2 separate regions of the Danio rerio genome follow, and region 1 is linked to region 2. The links are chromatin contacts, called in public Hi-C maps. All regions are on one chromosome and are shown on one strand. The core of a region is the stretch at or near the end of the contact, and the rest is flanking DNA. Distances in the headings are between cores, read along the strand shown.

Region 1 (5,661 bases), core at 3,117-5,616, 110 kb after region 2:
CTAAAATAGCAACACACTACTGAAGAAATTAGACAGCCATGTTGATTAGTGCATATTCAGGGGGATCAAAAGAAACTATTTTAAATGAGTTTGCACTCACAAAAAAGCTGAAAAAAGTTATGAAGTAGGATGTATCTTTCTATAGTGCATATGTAAAATGCCTACTTTTTAGGTTGTGTTGGAAAGTGACAAAATCCAATGTCTAGCCAACATCTTAAACCCATGTCATATTGATGACAAATACTGACATTTATTCGTCAGGTATGGCAACCAAAATCCAACGTCTGATAGACATCATAGTGGTAATGTCCACACAACATCAAGCTGTAAGATCATTAGACGTTGATATTTGGTTGATTTTTAGGTTGGACGTTGAACTTTGACATTGATCTGACGTTGGGTTCTGACATTAACCTGATTTGGAGTACAACGTCAATGTGATGTCATATTGATGTCTTGTGCCAGCAGAGTATGTTTGCCCATCCTACCAAATGGAATTTACTCTCAACTGTGCGTGCATTAATAAACAAAAGTATACTTTTGCTAGTTTCCCAGTGATGGGTTGCAGCTGGAAGGGCATCCACTACATACATGTAAAACATCTGTTGGAGAAGCTGGCGGTTCATTCCACTATGGTGAACCCTGATTAATAAAGGGACTAAGTTGAAAAGAAAATGAATGAATACTTTTGCTATAGCAAGTTTTGCCACGATGCTGAATTCGATTGCTTGGTTTCTCACACCAACAAAGAATGCTGCAAGCTAAACCAGCCAGTTCAAAATCGCTCCAAATATTGCTTGTAATAAATCGGCGTCTCTCCGATTAGAGTGATAGGAAGGGAGAAAAAGCTAGACGTTTAATCAAATGGAGCTGGCACGGCTGCTGCTGGATGCTCAATGAGAGCTTTTGGTATTCATGGTTTCTCTTGCCTCAGTCTCTGGCTGCAGGCTCTCCTGAGGGCACACAACAGATTGAGAGCCATTGTTTGGCCAGCATTATAAATGCTAATGGTGTTTGTGTAAGGGTGTGTGTATGTGTGGTTGCTGCAGTATTGATTGATAGAAGTGTAGAGTAGACATGACTTCAGAACACTGGGATAGTTCTGTGTGAATTTACGGTCGTAGCTTGAGGTGTAAATTGTTTAAATCTGTGGATTGCTGATGATTGCAGAACTCGCCGATATACAGAAACAGTTTCATTTTTAACTAGAGCATTTCACTTTGCATGTGACATATTTCTGTTGTAAATAATTATTATTTTTGGCAGCATATATTTCTATGGAGTCATCAGGAGCCCGGGGGAGTAATAAATGATGAAGTAATAGTATATTATGCTTGAAATGTGACATTTTATTTGTACATAAAAAAAAAAACATCTTGTAGAAAATGAAGTCTAACAGCTGCATTTGTAATGATAGACATTTTCGGCTATTACCACCCTTAGAGGGCAGTTTGTGAACCACTGGTTTAAATTATTAATGGCTTAGTATTAAACTGAAAAGTGTGTGTGACAGTCTTTCTTAGATGAGATTACACTTCATTTTCATCCAAATTCCCACAACCTCATTTCACCCACATCAGATGCAGTAATGGAAAGAATCACACTTTAATGGCTGCTAGCACTATAAAACATTTACTGGGTTTTAATTCTTTGCTAACATTCAAGCCCTTTGTGTGTGTGTGTGTGTGTGTGTGTGTGTGTGTGTGTGTGTGTGTGTGTGTGTGTGTGCGTGTGGTTATTGTTTCTTGTTTGGATCAAGTGCTGTAGGCATTATTTGATATTTATATCAGTTGTCAAAGGTCTGACAGAGCGTTAAGGCAGGAAGTCACACTTCATTTTTAGCATGTTCTGAAACTCGAGTCAGCGCTACTGCTGTATTTATAAGAGCTCATGCATCTGAGAGTCTATGGGTTTTCTTAAATATACATCTCGGGGCAACCTCATTTGTTAGAATAACTTATAAATAAACACGTTTTTAGTTTTCTAAAATATTTTTCTTTGCAGCTAGATCTAGGGTCTCTGTATTGTACTTATATACGCTATATTATTATGAATATAGGCCTATATATAGATAGATAGACAGACAGACAGCCGATAGATAGATAGATAGATAGATAGATAGATAGATAGATAGATAGATAGATAGATAGATAGATAGATAGATAGATAGATAGATAGATAGATAGATAGATAGATAGATAGATAGATAGATAGATTAATGAAAACTTTTATTCGGCAAGAACTATTTAAATAGTTTCAAAGGCACATTCATAATGTTACAAAATATTTCCATTTTGAATTAACTCTTTTGAGCTTCCTGTTCATCCTGAAAAAAACAACAACATCAAAATATCCACAGGAAATGGCAGAAACAATTTTGCCAGTTTAGTTTGCCATAGCACAACATTCCTAATAACTTGTATGGTTTCCCTTGTGAATATGATCACAGGGTTTTCTTATCATATTTTGGGTAGAATAATTCATTTGCCATATTTTGGCAGTTGATGCGTGTCATAAATATATATCAGATGTCATTGTTTATGCTCATCTCCTGTATTTTTACATTGAATTTAAATTGTATTTTAAACGATGTTTGTGATGTTATTTTATCCCGTGAAGTACTTTAAAATGTGCAATTTTCATTCGGTCTTTGACGTAATCTCAAATAGAGTTAACTTTGTAACAAAGGTTCGGCAGTGGAACCTCACCTCAATTTACCTCTTAAACCAATCACTTACTCCCTAAAACTTATTTAAGGCAGACCAGCCCTCTAGCACTGTTCTTCTCGTTCTCTCAAACCCAACCTCCCTCCCTTTATTCCTTTGCTTCCCATAAACTATCCTTATAACCCTCTCTTCCCTCCTGGGTTGAATCAGGGCGTCCAATCACTCTACCAAAATATAACAGAGATGGTACCCCCACTCTGAGTCTCTGGGCATTATCGTAGGACACCCGATCAACCTACCTATCTGTTCACTGTTTATCCTCTTACTTCCCTTCAACTTCATCCCACTGTTCCCTTACCATCTCTTTCATCCCTACAATAAAGTCTAGCTCAAAGTATGGCATGGTCCTTGTTGGTGAACTAAAACATAAAGACAGGGCAGAACATCTAGAAGCTCCTCCCCCCCCTTTTTTTTTTTTTTTTTTTTTACAAAACAGCCAATAGCATTTCATTTTGACCACAGCTCTGCCAGTGAGAATGGTTGAGCTCAAATGCATCAAATGAAAATCTAATGAGAAGCGCCTTAAAGGGGGCGAGACATGTCAGATACTAGAGAGCATTTGATTGATCAGAGAATATAAAAAGAAACTGAAGTGATGTCAAAAAAGTTTATCTGTTTAGAAGTGACAAACCGAAGACTTGGGTTGTTTATATCTTCTAAATTTGAGTTTTGTCAATGTTTTGGTGCACTCTAGCTTATAGATATCCTTAAAATTAACATACTGACATGTAACATCTAAAAGAATTTTTTTAATAAGGCCTTTAAGAGCTTAAGAGCAACTTACAAGACAATTCTAGCATCTACTGTCCTAGAACCCTTAAACATTACTGTGTATTCCAGTGACATAAATCACAGAAGCAATTATAGCAGTGTAGTTTGCCACATCATAACATTCCTAATAACATAACAAAAGCTTCTATCATATTCACATCAGCCTGACCACCGAGCCACTGTAGAGGTAGCAGACTGAAAGAGAGCGATTGTAGGTGAAGGTGGAGGTCAGCGTCTCTGCAGAACTGCTGATTTCCTCCAGCTGTTGCTGTCTGAGGTCGTGCTCCTGTAATCTCTCCACATCAGTGTGAATGTGTCCCCTATTGAGTGTACCTGTGCTCCTTTTGACCCCCATTCATCCAAGTGCCTCGATTCCAAATCTGCTCTAACATGCACAAAAAAATAAGGGAAGTAAAAAATGGTTCAAAGTTTCTATGAGGTAGAGAAAAACCAAGGGCTCTGAAAAACAAATCAATAAAATGGGCAGAAACATAATTCAATTCAAGCCGGATCTACTTCTTGTCATGTATTTATGTCTTAAATTTAAATATGTGTGTCTTTTTTTGACCCTGTACTCTCTCTGTGCCACAGGTTTATGATACTCCTCCTATGGCAATGAAAGGCCCACCCAGTGGTCAGGAAATCTACGACACTCCACCTAGTGTGGATAAGAGCCAGCTGCACTACCAACAAACGGTACCCATCCATCTTTTTCATATTTATCTTATTTGCATATTTGATCTGCACATTAATGGGTGCTTAAGAGATCTGAATTGCCTGAAACAAAATGCCACAAGTCTCTAATACATGCAGAAAGGATTGTGTAAGTGATTGCTACTTTTAGCCAGACTTGGCAACTGTATTACTGTTGACCGCCAGCTTCAAACACATGCTGCCCCTCCTAAACTCTACCCACTAATGACATCTCAGCCAATCTGACGACAGCAAATCATACAGCGTTAAATGATTCACAAGCAGAAATATTTTCTGATTGGCTAGTCAGTCAAACACAACACCTGTTTCATTTATATCTAGGAAGAATAATGTCAGCCCCCTCCCCCAACACAGCATCCAAAAGAAACAACAACCTTGCAGCACTATCAAATAGTGTTTAATTTTTTTAACAGTTCTAGACTGAACAAAATGATGTGAAACAAATTTCACTCATAAATTGCTAGTGTGTTTTACATCAAGTAGCATATTTAAGATTGAACGTGTATTCCTTGCACAAAAAATCTGAAATTGTACACACAGTCACATTGATTCATACCACATTTAGGTAGCGTGTTTGATTTGCAATATACTGGCAGTTAACACTGAGCATATGTTAGATATTTAATTGTTCATGCACATTTCCTGTTTAGTGGTCCCTTATTAATCGTGAGAGTTACGTTCTAAAAATAACCCGCAATAGGGGAAATCCGTAAAGTAGTCAGCTTTATGTTTTACATTTTAGATGTTTTAAGGCTCTAAAACCCCTCACTACACACTTTATACACTTTTCTAAGAGAGGCATTAACATTTTCACACTTATTTCTCTTGTTTAAAAACGCAAAGTTCAAACCTTCGTCCAGTACTATAGAATAAATCCAACTGCAGTAACTGATCCACAAAACTAAAGCAGACTCCTTACGGTGGTCTTGTTGTGGACAGTTACAACCCTTTTGCATCCTTGTTGAACTTTATTTCTGCTGTCGTCCATATGTTACTTTTTTCCTTCTTTATGTTACTTCATTTATTCCGTAATGGCGCCTTACAGCCGCATAACTTCTATCCTTGTTTTAGCATGTCCAGAAGTCCAACTTTTAGTTCGATGGTTAGCATCTTCCTTTTGAGTGCCTTTGATGGTGCTGAATGTTTCGTCAACATTTGTGGGGTTTGTTGGGGAGAAATACTCCAAACATACAGTACAGCACTTAAGAGTCACACTGCTAGTGATCAAAGATTTATGTACATTTGGCAAGCTGAACGCATTCTTTACTGTACAGGAGACACGGCATGGAGAAGATTGATTGACAATGGTCTAAATACATCTGTCATAGGGTGCAGAACACAATGCACCAATCAGGACGCAGAACACACTGAAAACATCAGTGAAACTACAAGGCTGCGAAAATGTGAACCGCATCATAGCGAGGGACCACTGTATTTTTACATTAATTAA
Region 2 (5,998 bases), core at 2,298-4,797:
TTTTTGGCAGCACGATCAGCCATTTATTCCCCCACGAAGAACAGTGTTCCTCTCCCGGGCCCCTTCAATCAGCTCTACAGCCTGATAAAGTGCTTTAAAGCATTATCATCTGGAAATAAAAAGCTTCGGTTGCAGGCGTCGGGGTGAATGTGTTTGGGGAGAATAGGGTTGTGTGTGTGGCACAGATAAATGTTGTGCTGGCGTGAGTGATGAGCAGGTCAGAGGTGACGACGCATGCAGGATCAGCGGTGTGTGACCCGAGCTGATGGATGACGGTTAGAGAATGTGGGACGAGTCTGTTATCAGAAGAGCTGGACAAGGCTGATCCGTCTGCACTCACTTCAGTGGTGTCAGTGTGGAGTGTGTGCGTTGGAATTTAGAGCTTTTGTTAGTCCTGTGCAAATTTGGATGTGGAATATTAACACAAACTTCCATATGGACTCTTTTCACAAGCATGTTATGATGTGTTAAACGGTCATCAGCATCTTAAATCCTTGAAAGTTCTTAATGTATTTTTTTAATGTGTGAACATTTTTATGTATATATGTATTAAGTCATCTTTTTTTTATTTTACAACAATTGAATTACGGCTTGTGCAAGGTGTTTCTAGTGCAGTGTCTATAGGGCAGGACAGTAATTTTGAAGTTGTTCTCTAATCTGGCTGCCGTTATCAGTCTCACACTATTTTTTCCCTTTTTTCTGAAAGTCTTTATGACACCATCATGGGGTTTGTCTTTTATTATTTGAGCAAATAAGATTGTAAAAATGATTTGTTGTACTTTCCCATTCACTGCGCTTAAAGTTTTCCCAACTATGATGACTTCCGCTACTGAGAATCCCAGAAATGTGAAAAGGGCCTGAGCCGTTCATTATCAGTGGTTTGGCAGACTATTTATAAGGGGCAGTGCTTGTAAATGTTTAGAAATGTAAAGAATATGACATATTTTCAAAGTCATTAGCATCTTGGAATTATGGAGCTGACAGGAGACCCAGATGTGATTTTGATGGTAAACAAATATTTTTGGTGTAGATTTACAGTATACGTTTTTGTTATGGGAATGTGGCAGTTTTTAAAATTATTATTGAACGCTGGGTTTAGAAATATTGTGAAATATTAGTGAACTACATCAACAAGGATCAAAAATATAATAGTTCCTTAAAATAATTGCTTACATTTATATAGCACTTTTCCAGAGATTCAAATCGCTTTACACATTGGGGAGAATCTCCTCATCAACCACCAGTGTGCAGCATCCACCTGGAATATGTGACTGCAGCCATATTGTGCCAGACTGCACACCACACACCAGCTGATTGGTGGAGAGGAGTCAGAGTGATGATGCCAAATACAATATATAGGGATGGTTAGGAGGTCAAGATGGACAGAAGCCAGTGGGCAAATTTGGCCAGGATACTGGGGTTAAATCCCTACTATTTTTTAAAAGACATACTGGGATTTTTAATGACCACAGAGAGTCATGGCCTCAAATTAATGTCTCATCTTAAAGACGGCAGTAAAAAATTACTAAACATTGAAACACGATTGTAATTTATATTTTAAAATAAACTATTTATTTTAATTTATTTATTAGTTCATGTTAAAGGTTAAGTATAAGTATATGTTACAATTCAATTAATTCCTGTAATGTAAAAGTGAAATTTCAGCATCATTATGCCACCCTTCAGGCAGTATCACACAACCCTTCAGAAATCATTCTCATATGCTGTAAGCATGCTTATTAATATTATCAGTTTTGAAAAATAAAGTTAAAAAAACTAATTCTTAAATCTTTTTAATTCAGTCTTCTTTAAATAAATTATTTAAAAATATGTTATAATTGTAATAAAACGTTATAATAATATTTATTTAAATTTTGAATTTAACACATTTTGTTGAATTTAAGTTACATTGCATCTACATGCCAACTAATTCTCAAGTAAGATTCTAAGTAGACTGTTAGGTTAGGGTTAGGGTTAGTATAAGTTGACATGTATTTGCAGTCAGTTAAATGTCTGTTGAAGGAGCAGTATCAACAGATATTAAGCAGACAGTCCACTAATACTTAAATAAAAAGTAAATGGCATGTAGTTGCAATGCAACGTTCAGTCAACAAAATGCGCAATAGGGACCATCAAAAAAAGTCTTACTAAAGTTTATATTAAGTTCACCTTGGCTAAAGTATTAATAAAAGTCTTCATTTGAAATTCATTCATTTTCTTTTTAGCTTAGTCCCTTTATTAATCAGGGGTTGCCACAGTGGAATGAACCGTCAACTTATCCTGCACATGTTTTATGCAGCGGATGCCCTTCCAGCTGCAACCCATCTCTGGGAAACATCCATACACACTTATTCACACTCATACACTACGGACAATTTAGCTCATCCAATTTACCTTTACCGCATGTCTTTGGACTGTGGGGAAAACCGGAGCACGCAGAGGAAACCTACGTGAACACGGGGAGAACATACATATTAACACACACAGAAACACCAACTGACCCAGCCGAGGCATGAACCAGCAACCTTCTTGCTGTGAGGCGACAGTACTACCTATTACGCCACCACGTCACCCTTAAAATTATTGAATGAAAGTATTTGAAAGGTTTTTTATATTAACTGAAGAATGAATATATTTCTGAGTGTTGTGTTTAATTTCATATGGTATTTTATTTATAATTAAATAAATAAACATAATAATGGAGTGCATTTTTGTTTATAATGTCCTTAATGAAAATCTCAAATTGTAGAAAATTATTTGTCCACCACTGACAGATAAAACTGCAAATATGCTACATGTTATAGACAATATATTATACGATATTAATATATTCATTCATTCATTTTCTTGTCGGCTTAGTCCCTTCATTAATCCGGGTTTGCACACAGCGGAATGAACCGCCAACCCATCCAGCAATTTTCTACGCAGCGGATGCCCTTCCAGCCGTAACACATCCCTGGGAATCATCCACACACACATTCACACAAACACTCATACACTACGGACAATTTAGTCTACCCAATTCACCTGTACCGCATGTCTTTGGACTGTGGGTGAATCCGGAGCACCCAAAGGAAATCCACGCGAAGGCAGGGAGAACATGCAAACTCCACACAGAAACGCCAACTGAGCCGAGGTTCGACCCAGCGACCTTCTTGCTGTGAGGCGACAGCACTACATACTGCGCCACTGCCTCCCATATTAATATATTTTCTCACTAAATTATTTTCCAACATTGTTTTGCCAGTCCAACATCCAAAAGGTATTCTGCTATACTTTTCCAAATAAACAACTTGTGACTGCAGTATATTGTTTTTAATGACTGCAATGTGGATCTGACTTACTTTGGTCCTAAGTGGGCCACGTACAGTGGTTTTGCTGCTGTTTAGATTGCACACATTGTACGACAGATTGTAACACATCACTCTAATATGTCCCTGAGCCATTATCTGTCTACCCTGTCCCAACCTTTTTATCCTCTCCTCAGTTCTGTGTTGTCTGTTCCTTCTTTTGGTGTTCTGCGACAGGCGGATGGAGTCTGACACACGCTGATGATGCGTGATCATGGCTCGAGGCTGATGACATCATCAGGGGTGGTGTTAGTGTTTGTATGTGTGCGGATGATGTTGGACCTTTGGGACTCTTCAGCTCACAGGTCTCTGGCTGTGGAAGGGGGATGAAGATATAAAATGCTATGGATGCAGTAAAGAACACCAGTCCTTATCTTTTGTGGCCATCATCTGGGTTTTTATGTCCTTAACCTTCCGGAGAGAGATAAAAATGGCACCTGTTCATTTTAGGTCATATGTATGTGTACATTTTTTTTTCCCTTGAGGTACGTTTAAAATGTGTTTAAAATTCTTATTAAATATCTGTCTGATTGCAGGTGACTTGGTGGATCAGTGGTTAGCACTGTCTCCTCTTGGCATTTCTGTGTGGAGTTTGCATGTTCTCCCTGTGTTCATGTGGGATTCCTCGGGATGCAACATTTTCACACGCAGTTCAAAGACTATTGGGGAAATGGATAAAATAAATTGGACATAGTGTATGAGTGTATGTGTGAGTCGAGATTGTCAGGGTGTTTTCCAATAGTGGGTTATGGAAGGGCATTATATGCATAAAACATATGCTAGAATATTTGGCAGTTAATTCCGCTGTGGCGACCCCTGACAAATGAGGGACTTCCCAATGGAAAATTATTGAATGAATAAATGAATGACTGCATAAAATCCAGACAATCAACAGAGGTTTAAACTTCTGCAATTTAAATATATCATTATAAGTGTATACATAGCTCCAGAAATTCTTCACAAATTTAACCCCAACAATCCTGATCATGACAATATAGAGATAGGAACGTTATATCATTGTTTATGGAAGTGTCCCCAAGTTGAACATTTTTGTGAAAAACATTTTATCTAGTGTTTTGAAACAGAATATTCTCAAATTACCTGAACTATAGACACTAAATATTTTCCCTGTAACATGCACTTTTACTAGCTCAGATAAGGTAATGTTGATTTTCTGTTTATTACATACAAAACTTACTGTAACTCGTTATTGGAAAAATACAGAATGAACCCATTTTAAATAATGGCTACAAGAATTGTCCCAGTATAAAGTTTTATTGTTTTTCAAAATATGGAATCCTTTCTTAGGATTTTTGAAGGAAGCTGATATGAATCTATTGTCTGAATAACTTGTTATATAATGTATCACCTGTTATTAACGAGCTATTATTTCAATATATTTTATACAGCAGGGTATATATTCATCCCCCTTCCACAGGCAGAGACCTGCAAGCTAAAGAGTCCCAAATGTCCAACATCATCCACACATACACACACAAACACCCTACAGCATTCCCCTCCTCTGCTTTTTTTATCCTTCAGTTAATGTTCATAAAGTCAATAAAGACAGTTTTTAGACACATTTTTAACTATTTGCAAAATAGCTGTTATTAGAAAAACTATTTGTAACCTTTTTTACTGTAAATTAGTATTACAATATTATTTGCACTAATTGCATCTTATTAGACTTATGAAGGGTGGCATTTCTGTATGGAGTTTGCATGATCTATCCTTGTTGGTGTGGGTTTCGTCCGCGTGCTACGGTTTCAATCCAGGCTCATTCTGATTACGTACTCCTAAATACATTTCTGGAGAGAGCAAAATACATCACAGGAGCCATGTTTTTTTTTCTTTTTCTTTTTTGCAGATTTTGGTTTCACAAGTCCGCCCCTGTGTGCTTTTTTTTCAGTTCTTAAATTTCTCTCGCAAGTGCCATTCATGCCTGCTCTTCTCACTTAAATCTACCAGAAGCCAGTGTCAACTGACTAATTGACCAACCAACTGATGTCACATCCCACCCCCTTCCCTAAACCCAACCAATAATGTTTTAAAAAGCACCGTCTGACCAGCACCCACCTCCTTCTCTAAATCCAACTGCAAGGTTTTGAAAAGCAATCCAGAAAAAGAAAAGCCCTTTCAACTGCCTGATTTTTACCATGTTTTCAGATTTTACCTCAATCTGACCCATACTTGTTTATTTTATTTTTTAGCTTTTGTTTTGTCTTACCTACTTTCTAGAATCATTCTTCACCAGACTTGAACCTCATTAACGTGGTCAACTCTGCTTTGCATCTCAAGTCTGCCGACATGTGTGTCGAACTACCGGACAAACTGGTTACAGCGGAAAAGCCATCCATACAGAGGTCAGCGAAGAAAAGGCATAATACCGCCCAGTATCGTTCATTTTTAAAGATGAAATGCAGCCATACATAGCTTTGGCTTCATAATTCACAATCTTAAGAAATGCATATGGGGCTACGTTTTCATAATTAACTTACGTTGGTCCAAAGACATGCACAATAACTGAATTAAATAAACAAAATTGGCCATAGTGTATGAGTGTGTGTGTGTGTGTGTGTGTATGTGTGAGTGTATGGTATTTCCCAGTACTCGGTTGCAGCTGGAAGGGCAATCTCTGCGTAAAACAT

Evidence for each region. A called contact is a pair of places that touch in the nucleus more often than the background predicts.
Region 1: a contact with region 2 is called in a Hi-C map of embryo, with 1.7 times the contacts expected there. The contact joins two enhancer-like sites. A contact is called at or near these places in 2 of 18 Hi-C or Micro-C datasets (caudal fin and embryo).

Annotation. Positions count from the first base shown.
Region 1 is chr18:24,065,150-24,070,810 of GRCz12tu, forward strand. bcar1 (BCAR1 scaffold protein, Cas family member) reads left to right here. Exons shown (of 7, transcript NM_001135133.2): 4 at 4,089-4,193. Among named protein-coding and RNA genes, the nearest start is that of nudt21, 59 kb to the right of the region's middle. Within about 2 kb of position 4,367, at least 7 of the 62 cell types and tissues checked have an H3K27ac peak or open chromatin away from gene starts, as enhancers often do.
Region 2 is chr18:23,955,039-23,961,036 of GRCz12tu, forward strand. LOC141378827 (a long non-coding RNA gene) reads right to left here. Exons shown (of 3, transcript XR_012394312.1): 3 at 4,492-4,684. It also overlaps a transcript of bcar1 not described here. Among named protein-coding and RNA genes, the nearest start is that of si:dkey-11d18.2, 14 kb to the left of the region's middle. Within about 2 kb of position 3,548, at least 3 of the 62 cell types and tissues checked have an H3K27ac peak or open chromatin away from gene starts, as enhancers often do.